2 separate regions of the Rattus norvegicus genome follow, and region 2 is linked to region 1. The links are chromatin contacts, called in public Hi-C maps. All regions are on one chromosome and are shown on one strand. The core of a region is the stretch at or near the end of the contact, and the rest is flanking DNA. Distances in the headings are between cores, read along the strand shown.

Region 1 (2,700 bases), core at 29-2,528:
ATCACACAGAGAAAACACCTAGGGCACCACTGTTTCATTGGTTACTTTTATGGGCAGGCAACATTTATGTATTGTGTAAGGTTTTATAAGCTTCCTTTCAGACACTTGCTTCTCTACAGTTTCTTAAACTGAAAACAGCCATTCATTAAGTTATTGTGGGGGTTGGGGATTTAGCTCAGTGGTAGAGCCCTTGCCTAGGAAGCGCAAGGCCCTGGGTTCAGTCCCCAGCTCCGAAAAAAAAGAACCAAAAAAAAAAAAAAAAAAAAGTTATTGTGCATGCACTGGACTAAATGCTAGGGATAACAATTTCTGCATGATAGGGGTGGGACAGGAGAAGAATGCTGTAATCTGTAAAGCCCGTCTGCTTCTGGGAGTAAGGCCAGCATTAATACAACGCACAATTGTTATTTCTGAATGTCCCTTTGCAAAGAACAGCGTTTCTCAAACTTTCTTTGACTAGACCTAACATAAAGAAATACATTTTTTATCGCCATCCCTGTACATATCTACAAAAAGAATAATTTTTCTTAAAACTCCTTTTTGTCACGCATTCTGAGCTTTTTCCCACTACATTATTCTTTTTTTTTTTTTTCTTTTTTTCGGAGCTGGGGACTGAACCCAGGGCCTTGCACTTGCTAGGCAAGCGCTCTACCGCTGAGCTAAATCCCCAACCCCTACATTATTCTTATTAAAAAATTAATACAGCGGTGGATCCATCGTCCCCAACCGATTTTACAGAAGTCCTAGATACCAAAATCTAAGGCAACTTGAAATAAGATATCTGATTGTAGTCTTTCTCTTCCTGGTCTCCCTTCACTCTTTAAGTTGTAAATGTAGACCATACTAGTGCTCTGTGATGGAGCCGTTCCCCTCCTCCCTCGGCTTCTTTAAGAGGGTGGTACCGACCCATCCAGGGGATGGCAGAGGGGCAGGGCCCACTAAGTCCGCGGCGCAGGCCTGGCCCGCTCTTCCAGTTCTTGTGAAAGCTAGGGTTTGTGCAAGCAGAGCTCCCAAGGCCGAAGCGGGGGTAGCTCGGATCCGCGCCTAGGACCAGCACCGCTGGCCCGCCGCGTTTCCGGCGAGTCAGTGGGGGTCCGCGCGTGCGCAGAGCGTCCCTCTAGGGAAGGACCTTTCGATCGCCCCGCGCCCGCGCGCGCGTCCGGGAAGCCAAAGTCCAGGGTGGGCTCGGCGCGGCGGCGCGCGCCAGGGGGCGTTCCCGCGCGGCCGGCCCCGCCCTCTCTCGGCGCCGAGCTATCCTCCCAGTTTCCCCCGCGGTTCCTGCACTGAGGTTGTCGCCGGCGCGTCCCCTATACCGCGGCTCGCTCGCCCTGCCGGTGCCATGGCGGCCTTCAGCAAGTACTTGACGGCGCGGAACTCCTCGCTGGCGGGGGCCGCGTTCCTGCTGTTCTGCCTGCTCCACAAGCGGCGTCGCGCCCTCGGCCTGCACGGGTGAGGCTCGCGGCCGCGCCGCTTTCCCGGGCCCGAGCCGGCTGCTCCGGGAGCGCGCCTTGCCCTTCTCTCCAGGTCCGGAGCTGCGCGGGTGCCCGCAGAACCCAGCCAGCGGTCCCCGAGCCCCGCGGCCCTCGGCCTGGCGGCCACTGCGCTATCCCCAGACTGCGGGAGGGAGGAGGGCGCGCCGCGTCCCTGCGCCCCCTCACCACTTCCCCCTGCATGTCAACTTTATGGGTGCATTCTGGTTTTGCCATCTCATCGCCACAGAACGCTAAGGTTTCGTTCGGGATGGACATTTTACGCCTGCTCGACTCCGGAGTAGTGGCGGTGGATAGTGGCCAGGGGCGTTCTTGGGGGTTTTCTGGATCCAGTGGGCACGATTTTTTCTAAAGCGGTGCCCTTTTCCGGAATTGGTCAGTGGATGCCCTGACAGCTCATTTGGAAAGGTTGAATTGGCTGGGTGGTGTGTGCAGGACAAAGTTTCCTCCATCTGCTTTATAGGTGAAAGGTGAAAGTGTGTTTTAGGTGAAGATCACTTGTTAATTACAGCGTACAGCTACCTGCCTGGAGAGAAAGTCAAAGTTTACTTTGAACTCCTGGGAGATTGGGAAAGGAGAGAATTGAGTTCTGGTGTTGGGATTACAGGCACAATTTTATTTCTTGTCGCACATTTGATTGCAGCGAGCGAAAGAGAAAAGGTTACTTCCTAACTAAGCATTCTTGCTAAGTCTTTGGATATTTAATATTCAATCTTAGAATAATTCTTCTATGCTTTTTATTTCATCAACCCTCTGGGCAGGTACTATTGTCTCCTGCCTTTGATTTGCTTGATCTACCTTATTAGAATTTGGCCTAAAATACTAGCAGAGAGCTCCAAGTACCCTTTCACGAAGTATTTTCTGTCCTGTCTATTTTGACTTGCCTATTGACTGCAACATTGGCCCCTTTCTTCCTAAATCAGCTTTACAAAATAGTAATATGCGTCACCTTCACACACTAACCTTTTTTTTTTTTCAAAGAGTTCTGGGTGGGGCTGATTAAGTCTAAATATTTTTCTGTTAGATTGTATCCTTTCTGAACTCTCCTTTGGGATTAGAAGTTATCAGTTATTTGGAATATGCTGATAGAACGTGTTAGATGCTTTGTCTTGAGTTACAGTCTTTGTAGGGAAGCGTTTCAGTGCATAGAATAGGCATTTTACTAGGGAGGGAACTTGACTGCTAACAGCTCTGACTGATTTTTAAAAAA
Region 2 (2,700 bases), core at 167-2,666, 170 kb before region 1:
AGCTACAAGCTCTGTAGGGTATTAAGGCTTAAGTGTCAGGACACTTAACTTGTACAGTACTTGAAGTATTTCTAAGTAGGCATTTCTGGCAAACTGCCTCAAGAAATCACGAAAGAAAATGACCTAAATCTCGTGTTGGGCCTTATTTATTCCTTTTAACTATTCCTTCATATCTAAATCTGAAATCTTTTTCATAGAGAGGTAACCCTTTGCCCAAATTCAGTAAGATGGTAACATGAATTCCCAAATGAAAAAAAGAAGCAGGTAAACAAATCCTGCTCCACTGTGGTCTTTGAACTTTTGAAAAATACTTAACATTTCCCTTCCCCTTAAGACACACTGTCAGAACATGTTAAAGACCCAAAAGAACACTGTGTGAAACCCAATCCTTGATCCCCACAGACGGATAGTGGGTTTTGTTTTTGTTTTTAAAGAGAGATAAACTCTTGTCAAAAAGGCTCCAAGACCAGGAGCCTTGCACGACTCGGTTTTGTGGAAACAAGTTCCTCCAGGGCACCGGGTTTCCATCAAAGACTAAGTCCTGGGACATTCTCAGCAATAAAACTTTCAGGGGCAGGCTCCCCTGGTGGTAACTGTAATCTCTCAGTTTATCAATTCCTAGTCTGCAAGGCGCACGGTTTACCCTAGGGCCACAGCTGGAATAAGGGTGACCAGAGCCCAAGGAATGCAAGGAGGAAAGTGACAGAAACGCCTGGGAAGGGGGCAGGGCATCAGAGGGAAGCGGGGTAGGGGGTTGTCTGACAAACAGCGGGCTCCAGGACAGAAATGCCAGAAGGAAAAGTGAGGACAGGGCCGGAAGAGTTCCTCACGGTCCCTCAGCCTCCTGCATCTGTCACAGTGGAGTTTGTGAGAACGCCACCAAACTTCCTAACCCAGTCCCCGCAGGAAACACAGACGTGAAGAAAAGCAATGGGGAAGCTCTCGCAGTCCTAGTGCCTCAGGCAGGCACCAGAGGTGGCTGGGAAAGGGCCCGGGGCTGCTGAACGCCCGCTGACGAGACCTTGGATAAGGACGGTCAGTTCGGCGAGCCGCTGCCCGACCGCCGACGCCGATCCCCGCACGGGCACGCCGATCCCCGCACGGGCACACCGATCCGCGCACGAGCACCGGGGTCCGCAACGTCCCTTCCCGCTCTTCAGAGCCCTTCGTCCCCTCCTGACTCTCACTGGTGGAGGGAATTTCAAGCCCAGAGCACCCGGCCCTGCCCGCAGCCGCCTCCGCCCTGCGACTCCCGGACCCCCCGACCCCAAAGCTCCTGCCAGCCCCGAGGCACGGCGGGAGACCGCGCCGCCTCCCCTCTCTCACCGTGGGGCTCCATCCCGCGACCCGGACGCCTATCACTCACGGCCACCGCCCCCTCAGCGGGCTGGAGCTCGCTGTCCCCATCCCCCACGGCTGGCCTGAGGACTTGGGTCGAGGAGCCGCCGCCGCCGTCGCCACCCCTGCAGCTACCGCCACGACCGCGCCAGCCGCGGACGCGACGCCCCGCCCCCGCCTCGCACCCCACGCCTCACGCCTCACGCCCTCCTCGGCCCGCCCCTGAAGCCCTCCCATTGGTCCGCGCCCTAGGGGGCGGGGGTCACCGCTGAGGGGGCGGGGCCATAACAGGTGCGGGTGGGGCAAGACGTGCTCAATTCCTCGGAGAGGGGCCTTGACCTGACCGAGGTCCCAAAGTCCCAGTGTACTGGTTGGCAATCGGACCCACCAAGGGAAAAGTCACTCTTTCTTAACTCCAAATGAGAACCACTCCTCTGTCCTGGTTTAACTTGGCCAATTTTTTCAGGAGTGCACTATGAATACTTTCCTGTCAGAATTTTAGTCTTGAACTCAGTTTAGTTGACTTTCTTGCTCCTCCATCCTTTCTCGTTTCAAAACCAAATTTATGACTCATTTTGAAACTTCCCTACCCTTCTTTCTTCAGCTGTCATTTTCTGAAAACTAAATTACTTAATTACATCAGCTATTATGCACAGTATCTGGCTACATAGATGTGTTAGATAAATGTTAACTACACATCCCTCTAATCATACAACACATTTCTTATCATCAAATGCTCTAGAAAATAGGACTATTAACGTGGTTGATGGGGATACGCAACAAAAAAAGAATGTTGCTAGATGTTGTGTTATATATCAAATATGGGGAGGGAAATGTATAGAGTGTTGCGCGTCTAACTTACACTTAAATATCAAGAAATGTTTTCCCTCTTGTTGATGCAGAGACATAATTCTCCCTGGATATTAATCGACAAATAGGTAAACTTACAAAATGCATCTTACCTACTTTTCCTGTTGCTGTGATAAAATACCCTGATCAAAGCAATGTAAGGAAAGGTTTTCTTTAGCTCACACTTCAGAAAAATCAAAGCAACAGGTGCTTGAAGCAGTTTGTCATTTACATTCACAGCCAAAAGAAGAGAACAAAGAATGGATATGAATCCTCAACTCACTTTCTCCACTCTTCTACAGTTCATGATCCCTTGCCCAGGGAATAGTACCACCCACAGTGGGCAGGCTACCCCACTTTGGTCAGCATAATTAAGATAACATCCCACAGGTACACTCAGAGGTTCATCATTCAGGTGATTCTAATTCCCATCTGTGGGATCACAGTCTCCAAGAATGGAGTCATGTGAGGCAAATTGAATGCTCTTGAGAAAATTCCCAAGAAACCAAGAAT

What was found. A called contact is a pair of places that touch in the nucleus more often than the background predicts.
Region 2: a contact with region 1 is called in a Hi-C map of mammary epithelial cells, with 1.7 times the contacts expected there. The contact joins the promoter of Arhgap29 here to the promoter of Abcd3 in region 1. A contact is called at or near these places in 2 of 12 Hi-C or Micro-C datasets (liver and mammary epithelial cells).

What each region holds. Positions count from the first base shown.
Region 1 is chr2:212,588,957-212,591,656 of GRCr8, reverse strand. Abcd3 (ATP binding cassette subfamily D member 3) reads left to right here and starts at 1,278. Exons shown (of 23, transcript NM_012804.2): 1 at 1,278-1,449. The coding sequence starts at 1,340. It overlaps LOC108350099 (a long non-coding RNA gene), which reads right to left and starts at 1,154. Exons shown (of 2, transcript XR_001836889.3): 1 at 907-1,154.
Region 2 is chr2:212,754,601-212,757,300 of GRCr8, reverse strand. It overlaps Arhgap29 (Rho GTPase activating protein 29), which reads right to left and starts at 1,416. Exons shown (of 24, transcript NM_001009405.1): 1 at 1,327-1,416.